Regions from separate parts of the Sus scrofa genome. Here region 1 is linked to region 2. The links are chromatin contacts, called in public HiChIP or PLAC-seq maps. All regions are on one chromosome and are shown on one strand. The core of a region is the stretch at or near the end of the contact, and the rest is flanking DNA. Distances in the headings are between cores, read along the strand shown. Region 1 overlaps LOC102164818 (a long non-coding RNA gene). Region 2 overlaps LOC102164818 (a long non-coding RNA gene).

Region 1 (5,205 bases), core at 1,621-4,120, 160 kb after region 2:
TTTTCCAACTAAAAATGACATTGCAATTGTATTCAGATCTCCAGCCCTCAGGCAAGGTAACCCCATCCCCAGCTCAAGACCAAATCTCAGTTGTCCAGGCCAAAGATGCAGTCCCATTCTTCTGACAATAAGAAGTATGAAACTAGATGTGATACAATTCTGACCACAGTCCTGCTGCAGGATTCTGAGGAAAGTTTGCTCAGTCTTAAAATGAGAAACACAGAGAAATTCAGTCTCTTTTTGCCTCTGGCTCAATTTGTTGCACTTGTATGATGACAGGGTTGTGGCAGCCACCTTGGCACCATAAGAGAAGCACCCTAAGGCCAGACTGACAGGCCTAGAATGCTGGAGCAGTGAGATGGAAGGACACTGGATGCTTGAAAACATGAAGAACCAGGGAGTCAACAGCCCTTAAGACACCTGAATCATAGATCTTCCTTTGTTTAGACCATTTTGAGTTGAAGTTCCTGTTATCTGCCCTCCAAAGCATCCTAAGCATCCTGGTACATGAAATCAACTCCCATTTCCTCCTAGAGATTTAAACAGGCCTAGTCAAAGCACCAGGCCTTTCCCATCTCCCAGGCATTGCACTCCCACTCTCCTAGTTGTGTAAAAACAGAGCAGACCCTTATAGCCAAAGGCAGCTGGGAAAGCGCTACCATTACCAAAATGTATTCCTGGTATCTGAATTCTGAGTGAGGCATGGTTCTCTTTACATAGGCAAAAGGTCCTGGGATGGGATAAGTTCCCTAATTGTGAAGGAACTAATCATATCTCTTTGTTCTTCTAAGAAATGTGGGCAGTGTGTATTACCAGAGAAGCAGACACCAGGAGAGGAGTAAGAAAGTACCGAGGTTTTATTAAAGGAAATGCCCATGAGTTTAAACAGGGGGAAGAAGCAAGGACTCAGACAGCAGTCAGACCACAATGCACTCTGACCCTGAGTGAGGGAGAGAGGGAAGATTGAGTGGAGGTGTCCTAGACTGTCGGGCGAGCGCAATGGTTTGGCAGGGCTGTTCTTGAGCCAAAGTCTACAGATAGAGGAGTTCTGGTCTGCCAGGGATGGCTCCTTTCAATTTCCTGCCATACAGATGTGGCAGGGCTCCTTGGTGTGAGTTGAGGGCCGCAAGGGGCATTCCATGGCTGTCACAGGCAGCTGGGGGAAAATGGGCTCCTGGGGTGGAGAGAAGGAGACATGGGGGTCCAGCCAGGTCTCTCACAAAGTCTGTGTGAGAGTCACTGGCCCTGCTCCACCCAGGCACTCAGCCAATCTCTTTCGCTCAAGTCAGTTCAGTCCACCTACGTCCCCTGGGTTGTTGTTACTGTTGTGGGAACTTGAGGGCATGGTGTGGTGCGGGCCAGAGTGGCATGAGAGGAAGCTGGGCTCACGGGGTCCAGGAATCACAAGCGCCTGGGTGTTGGTGTCACTCTGGATTCTCATGGACCAATGCATTTTGGGGCAGTTCGAGGCCACGCACCCATGAATTCCAGCTGACCTCTGAGTTCCTCATCACAGTGGAAGGATGTAAGCTCAGCTGCTACATCAGAGATGCAGAACACAGTGGCTTAAAGGAGACAGCTATTGATATGGCCTCCCACAGCAGGTGCAAGGTGGGAAGTGGGGCCCAGGCTCCTGTGCTCTCATTGCTCTGCCCTCCCTGGAGTGCTGCAGAATCATACTGTCGGCAGCGTCATATTGATGGAATAATGCCTTGGCAGCACATGTACATGCCAGGCCCTGTTCTAAATACTTCATGGCTATGAATCCTTTAACCTACATCCAATGGGGTAGATAGCATTATCTCTGTTTTACAGACAGCAAGGCAGAGAGGTTGCATCACCAGATCCACCATCTGCAGTCTTGGCAACTACGCCTGTCAGCCAGATGGGAGGGGTGAGGCGGAAGCAGTCCATGCCTTCCTTCTCTGAAGGGCACAAGACAGACACCCTTAATCAGATGGCCACCCTTGGCTGCAAGGAAGGCTGGGAAATGTAGTCTTTGGCTGGGCAGGTGTGTGCAATATAGCCAGTGAAATTTCTACTCCTCTACCTGGAATGGCTCTCCCAATCTTTCTGCCATGATTTAAGCTCCTATTACCATCACCCAAGACTCAGTTCACCTTCACCAGGAAGACACTCGTACCCTCACCCTGGCTAGGTTAATGCCAGTCCCCACCCAGGCTCCCATAATCTTCTTGGATTTCTTCTATTTCACCTCTTATCCTATGTTATTATAAGATCCTCCCTGGGCCTAACAGGCCTACAGACATAGTTTATTTGTCCCACATAATGTTTTTTAAATCACACAAAAAGTTCCAAATATATATTTTCTCCTTTAAAATTATAAAGCACAGCCATCCTGGGCAGTAATTCCTGTGTAGGAACAGTCACCTGGGGCTGAGTAGCTCCCTAATCCTTGCACAGAGGACACAGGACTTTTCACAGAGACCCCACCACTCCCTATTGTCTCACACCCTGTCTGCTTCATTTATTTACGTTGCCAGCCTGGCCCCTGCAGGAAGGAGGGGTTGCAACCTCCTGGACCATGGGTTTCTTTTTGGGGCAAAACGCCTTTCATCTGGGTGTGCCTTGCACTTGGCTTACCGCACGTGCTCAAACGTGCTTGTCAAGCATGTGAACAGATCTACGGAAACATTCAGAATTAAATTGCATTGCGGCACCAGCTTACACTCCACCCACCCCTCACCCCACAGGATCTATATTTAAATGTCTCCGCAAAATCGGAGCCTGCGAGCCACTTCACACTGGAGGTCCTTCCTAAACGTCAGAAATGCAGCAGCTTGGCCAGCCTCCTGCTCCAGCCTATTAATAGCCAGGCTGCCTCTGGTTGTGTTTCCTGGGCAGCCACATTGTTCCTAGCAGCTGAGAAGCAAAGGCGACCTTCTAAGTCCGACTGCTCCCTCCTGCCTTGACCAGCCCTCCCTGGCGCCCTTCCTCACATCTCTTTCTCCACACAGCATCCCCACTGTCTATCTTGCAGGATGGGTTTTGTATTTATTTTTTGCCAGCACTAATCAGAGTGGTGGGGATGGGAAACAAGAGCCCCGGCCCACGTGAAAGTGCTTTACTGGGGTCTCCAGGGAGACTCCTGGGCTGCTCGCAGCGCCAGAGGTCACTGTCACCTTGGCCTTGAGGTGGCCTGTTTACCAAAGTGAAATGAAGATATCAGTCAGATGTCAGGGAAATGTTGGTGGCAGGCGCCGGGCAGGGAGCCGGGGCGGGATTGGCTGGGCCGGGCCACCCCTTCCTTCCCAGTTCCGCAGCACAAAGACCTCAATGACTTAGCAACTCAGATAAGAGGTCAACAGGCAAATGTCAGGTCCCTGATTGAATGCTCCCCTCAGCCTGGTTGCAGAGCCTTCCAGGCTGCCTCTCTCCCTTTTCCACATCCCTTCCCACATCTATTCAACTGGAGGAAGCGTAAGTGTTTGTTTGAAACCCTGGCCCACCCTTTCCCTATCTCTGGCAGGAAAGAAAGCCCTGTCCCTTGGGGTCCCAAGGTCTGGAAGCACAATGAGAACTGTCAGCATTATCTTCCAGCCGTGGATGGGAAAATCGGGGTGGCGACCACGGCTCATCACTTAGGAGGCTGGATGGCACTGGATTCTGTGGCAGAAAAGGACAGGAAACAGCGGAGCCCTGTTTGTGGCTGTGTAATAGATAAGCACAGCCGTGCAGCCTCCCCTCGCTGGGCCTCATTAAGAAGTCACTACCCGAAACAGGACCCCGATGTCAGGAGCCCCAAGATGAAACAGGCCTATTAGGTCTGTCTCCCAGGGGAGCAGCTCCTTTTCACATTCCTGCTATTGCTTCTCCGCCCTGGGTTAACATCCAAGATGAGCGGCCCCTGCTCGGCGTGGGGGAGCCAGGCTTCACCTCTGCTAGAGTTGGCTAGCACCCCATCACCTTCAGGCAGCCCCCTTTCACCCTCCCAACTTCGGCAGGCTCCTCCTTTGAGCTCTGTCCTGAGAAGCTCAAGAGTGACTCTGTCTGTATTCATCACCCAGGTTTTTCTGCAAACTCTTCTTGCTCCCCCATCAGGCGACCTGCTTCCATCCTTCTCTGAGCTTTCTCCTCCAGCCCTGCTTTCCTCAGGCTAAACCATCCCTCCTCCCGGGAGCCCTGCCCTGCTACTCTCTGAAGCTAGACCACTCTCTCGTCTGTTGATGTCAATTCAGGGTAAAACATCAGGAAAATGATGATCTCTTCCACGTTTCCAGGATCAAGTTTAAATGACTGCCAACTTGCAAAGGCTTTCCTTGCTGCCTAGCAAAGGGCGGTGTTGAAAATGTGGATTACATTTTTCCTGCCACAAGAGTGGGGATTGAAAAAAAAGGAGTTCCCATCGTGGTGCAGTGGAAATGAATCCAACTAGAAATTGTGAAGTTGCGAGTCTGATCCCTGGCCCCACTCAGCGGGTTAAGGATCCGGCATTGCCGTGAGCTGTGGTGTAGGTCACAGATGCGGCTCAGATCTGGCATTGCTGTGGCTCTGGCGTAGGCTGGCAGCTGTAGCTCTGATTAGACCCTTAGCCTGGGAACCTCCATATGCCGCGGGTATGGTCCCAAAAAGAAAAAAAAAAAAATTTAAAAGCCCTCTGGTTACTTCCAAGCCTGAGAGCAGAACTTTGGGGTCAGTCGGCCAGGTCAGGTTCCTTTTGTTCCTGCAGGTCATTGACTTTCTGATCATTTGGTTGAGCGCTGCCAGGAGGGTTTGCAGCAGGTGTGCCCAAGCCTGCAGAGGGTAGAACCCAGAGAGCAGTGCACACCAGCAACCCAGCAATGGGGACTCAGAAGTCCTTTTCAAGTTTGGAGGTGACCAAAGAGCTTCCCTATGGGAAACATGAGAGGTGAGGATGGCAAGAGATGAGGTCCCTAGGTTGGCAGACCCTGCAGTCTCCCTTTTCATATTTCACGCAGGATGGGGAACGTCTGGGTGGTGGTGAGCATGGCAGGGACTTACCCACTAAAGTTCAGGGAAGAGAGTAACAGAGCAGTCTCAAACTGGCCCTGTGTGGGTTTTCTGAGGCTGGAGGGCTCCAGAGGACCACAGGGGCCAGGGACTCAGGTGGAATAAGTGTGGGAGCTCACAGCCACCCCTATCCGCTGGCTATGTTCCCTCTGTGCCCTCCACCCACTCCCAGAGCGATTCCCAGCCCTGGAAGTATGACTCCTCTGGACCACG
Region 2 (4,580 bases), core at 1,577-4,076:
AGCGCCTACCCTTTAGTTGTTCTGCGAAGGGAGCTCACAAAATTCGAAATGGACAGTTAAAGGCACCTGTCTCAGAAGAGCCCCCAAAACACCCCCACTCACCAAAAAAAAAAAAAAAAAAAAACAGAACAAAAGTTAAAAAGCTGGTCCTTGTGATGCCTATTCCATATGCCCTGAACTTGCACATAGTTCTCTCAATCCTCAAAGCAGTCCTGATTATAGAAAAAAAAAAAAAATTACTGTTCGCTATATTTTATAGGTGATGGGCCTGAGGTTTTTCGGGTCGAGGGATGCGTGTCCAAAGTCACACAGGTAGGAAGTGGCAGAGTGGGGACTTAGGGCAGATCTGAATCTCTGGCTCTTGCCCGTGGATGAGATCAGCCCAATGGAGCTTTCTGCTGCTTCTAAACCTGCTGGCCTCAATTACAGGTAGTACTGCCGTGATTCCTGCTCATTACCTTCTGCCCTATTTTACTGAGGATTCAGGGCAGATTTGAATCTGCCCTAGAAAAACATCTGCCTGACCCCTCAGAGAGAGAGAAAGAGAGAGAGAGAGGGAGGAATGTGTTTCTAGGCTGTTCTATAGAACCTAAGGCATTTCCATGACAATGCCTTTAAGTGCCTTTTCCTGCACCCTTCTCACAGTCTGCCCTGTTGATTTCTGCCCTATCTCTCCTTCTAGGCAGAGTGCTCTTCAAGGGCAGCCCCTGCCCCTGCTCCTTCTATCTCCTCTCTCTCCCAAAGTCTCAGGGTCCATCAACATTCACTGAGCACTGGTTGCACACCTCGTTCCAAGTCAGATCCTTTCACAGCCGCGACCAGCTTTTCTGTTTGTGGCAACCCATGTGGAATGGATTGTATGATGAACCCATTTTACAGATGAGGATATTGAGGCTGGGAGCGGGGAAAGAACTTGCCCAACGCCACAGACTTAGTCAAGGGCAGGTTTGGGAGTTTAGCAGGGCTATGGGGCCCCACTATGGGTGATCTTTTTGCAATACCGAAGCTGCAGCTGCTGGGCACGTCCTCTGTAAAGGTCATTGGTTGAACAACAAAGGAAAGAGGCAAGAGAAGAAGAGGAGGGATACTGAAAACAGTTGAAGACAGCAAAATAAAGAGAAACAGTAGAATATTTATTTATTTGCTTTTGGGGGCCACACCCACAGCATTTAGAGGTTCCCAAGCTAGGGGTCAAATTGGAGCTACAGCTGCCAGCCTACAGCAAAGCCACAGCAACGCCAGATCTGAGCCACGTCTGCGACCTACACCACAGCTCATGGCAACGCTGGATCCTTAACCCACTGAGCAAGGCCAGGGATTGAACCTGAAACCTCATGGTTCCTAGTCGGATTCATTTCCACTGCACCACAACAGGAACTCCACAATAGAACATTTGGAAGCAGTAAAGTTGATGGAAGGTTAGAGAAATGGGTCTAGGGTTTAGCTTCCTTTCTTCTGAGGCCATGAAAAGATAGGCACACCCTCAAGATCAGAGAAAGGAAAACATGGAAGCAACAGGAATTCGAGCTGGAGTTTCACTGAGCTTCCTCTGTGGGGATGGACACACTCAGAAGGTCCACTCCACTGGATGTGCTTCATAGCTCTGAATCCAAACAAGAAGATTCTTTTCAAGGAATTCGAGCTATTTATAGATAGAATATACATATATGTAGCCATGCAGTGAAGTTAGAGGTCTCTGCCCTTGGACTTAAATGACCAAGGGTCAAATTCCAGGTCTGTCCTTTCCTAGCTGTCTAGCCCGTGATAAAACCTCTTACGTCTCACAACCTCAGTTTCTCTTCTGTAAAACAGGCTTGACAAGGAGTTCCCACTGTGGCACGGAGGGTTAAGAATCCGGCATAGATTGCACCTGTGGCTCGGATTCCATCCCTGGCCTGGGGACTTTCATACTGTGGGTGTGGCCAAAACAATTTTTTTTTTTAAAAGGCACTACAAGATTCCCAATTTCATAGGGGGCTAGTAAATCAAATGAGGCAAAGTAGTGAATATAAGCCCCAAATGGAAGCTTAGTTAAAAGTTTTCCACATTGTTCTACCTAATGGATTCATTTTAAATGAAGAAAGACAGAGTAGCCCCCTCTGATATGAGTTCCAGCTCCCCACTTGGGTTGGCACATGGAGATAGTTCAGAGCAACAGAGGTTTCCAGAGACTCTGGAGCCAGACTGTTGGGGTCTAAACCTGGCTTTGCCCTTTGCAAGCCGGGTGACCTTACTTAACCTCCGTTTGCCTCAGTTTTTTTTACCTGTAAAATGGGAGTAACGAGAGCACTTCCTTCTTAGAGTCCTTAAGAAGCATGGGGCTCCTGGGAACCCTGCCTGGCACATAGCCAGTGTTCAGAAAATGTCAGTTATTACAGTATTGTCATTATTATTATAACGTGCTGAGTGCTTTTCTTATGGCTGCATTTCAACTGTTTCACTGCCCCCGCCCCTGCTTCCCCCATAATCCAGCTGTGGGGCTGAAGGACCAGGTTCTGCAGGGCAGAAAGGCACTACTTAAGCGAGGAGAGAGCCTCGTCATCTTTCAGTGATGTCAGGAGGGCGCCTTATCAATAATTGAACAGTTTTTCCAGGAACCCAATCTAGAGAGTGCAGTGCCCTGGCTGCAGTAGGGCCAGGCTGGCTGAGGCTCCCAGAAGGCTCCAGGCACAGTGGGGACTGTTATCTGCTTGCTCCGTGGGCGGTGGGGTCTGGTTGCTGCTGCTGGAAGGACTCCTGCTGCGGGTGGGACTTGAGACTCAAGCCTCCCAGCAGGGCACTTGATCTTCCACCAGCCCCGCCCTCGCAGTCCTGTTCTAACAGCCCCAAAATAGAAGGTCTACTCTGCACCTGGCGTGCTTGAGCCCAGAGCCTGGAAGTCATTCTGAACACCTCCCCCTCCCTTGCGGCTCACTTTCAAGCCATCCGTGGGTCCTGATAATTTTGTTTTTAGGCGTGACCCAAATCTGCCCCCTTCTTCCATTTTTGTTACCATCACCCTAGTCCAGACATGCTGGGGCCCCCACAGCAGCATCTCACTGGCTTCCTTGATCCCCCGCCCCAACACCCTCAGCCCCCACTTCCCCCACCCCTGCCCGGGGCACACACACAGTAGCAGAGGCTAAGAGTGATTTTTCTAAAATGCAAATCATCTGGTCGTGTCACTTCCATGCCTAAAAGCTTCAGTGTCTCTGTGTTGCTCAGAGGAAACTATTCAGCCCCTCCCCTCCATGCGTCCTCAAGGCCTCTGGCTTCACCCCCAGCCCTTCTCGTCTTCATTCACGACCTTCCAGCTACACCACCCTTGTATCAATGCCTGTCACAGTGCCTTCACACCTCCAGGTCCTCCCCTGTCCTGTTCTCTCTTCCCTGTCTGCCTCCTACTTGTCATGCAGTTCTCAGATAACGTCACCTCCTCAGAGAAGCCCTCCCTGACCTCCAGCCTACGGCAATGACCCCTTTCACCCCTTCCTCCCTCCACTGCCCCTGCATATCTCCTCTGTGAGACTCCCGCCACCATGCCTGTGTCAACTTATCAGCTTCCTTATTTATTATTATTTTTTAATAGTTATTTCCCCAATACGATTTTTTCCCTACTGTACAGCATGGTGACCCAGTTACACATACATGTACACATTCTATTTTCGCACATTATCATGCTCCATCATAAGTGACCAGACATAGTTCCCGGTGCTACACAGAAGGATCTCCTTCCTCATCCATTCCAAAGGCAATAGTGTGTATCTATTAACTCCAAGCTCCCCGACCACCCTGCTCCCTCCCCCTCGGCAACCACAAGTCTATTCTGCAAGTCCATGAAGCAGCTTCCTTATTTAGTGTCTCTCTCCTCCACTGGAAGGTGAGCCCAAGAAACACAGATCCTGTCTGTCTTGCTCACAGCTGCATCCTCAGGACCTCCAGTAGCTCCTGATGCCTGGCAGGTGGGCAGCAAATATTTATTACACAAATGCATGGAAACTAGGAGGTTGGGTAGTGTTGTGGGGCGAGTGCTGATCTCGGAGTCTAGAGCTCTGAGTTTGAGTCCCAGCTCTGGGACCCGCTCCCTGTGTGTGATTAAGCCCGTCTTTGTGCCTCTCTGAAGCTATAGTAAAGTCAGGAGACCTGGTGTCTGGCCCAGGCTCCGCCACTTGCAGTCTGTGTGATTGGACAGCTCCCCTGATCTCTTTGAGCCTCCTCTTCTTCATCTGTCAAAGGGGGACTGTACGGTCTACCTCACGGGAGACTGGTCAAGATTCCTTGCACCAGTGTGTGTGGAATCTGTGCATGTAGACAGAGCCTGGTACATTCTGGGGGTGATGGGAGGGGAGCCCAGGGGCTGTCAAATCCTCCAGGCATTCTGCACCAAGTGGAGCAGGCAGATCCCGTGTTCATGTCATAGAAGCCACAGCCAGAAGGGTAAAAAGCAAACAATCAGCCCAAAGCCTATTGGAAGGCACCCACTTCAAAGGAGCCAAGCCAGAGCACCAACCCTAGAGTGTATGCTTCCTTCTTTAGGGAAGAAAAGCTCCCTCTGACTTCACCGAGTTTCCCTTTGGGAATGGGCTGCCAGGGAGCTCCGA

The links. HiChIP or PLAC-seq counts read pairs in DNA pulled down with a chosen protein or histone mark.
Region 1: an H3K27ac HiChIP or PLAC-seq map of skeletal muscle shows a contact between it and region 2. The contact joins two enhancer-like sites. A contact is called at or near these places in 2 of 47 Hi-C or Micro-C datasets (fetal heart ventricle and liver) and 2 of 2 datasets of contacts at active chromatin or transcription factors (alveolar macrophages and skeletal muscle).

The regions. Positions count from the first base shown.
Region 1 is chr16:50,682,176-50,687,380 of Sscrofa11.1, forward strand. The region is part of intron 3 of LOC102164818 (a long non-coding RNA gene); the gene reads right to left. Among named protein-coding and RNA genes, the nearest start is that of BOD1, 50 kb to the right of the region's middle. Within about 2 kb of position 2,871, at least 21 of the 83 cell types and tissues checked have an H3K27ac peak or open chromatin away from gene starts, as enhancers often do. A contact at or near this core is called in skeletal muscle, where this site is marked.
Region 2 is chr16:50,523,090-50,527,669 of Sscrofa11.1, forward strand. All of the region lies in intron 9 of LOC102164818 (a long non-coding RNA gene), which reads right to left. Among named protein-coding and RNA genes, the nearest start is that of CPEB4, 26 kb to the left of the region's middle. Within about 2 kb of position 2,827, at least 8 of the 83 cell types and tissues checked have an H3K27ac peak or open chromatin away from gene starts, as enhancers often do. A contact at or near this core is called in skeletal muscle, where this site is marked.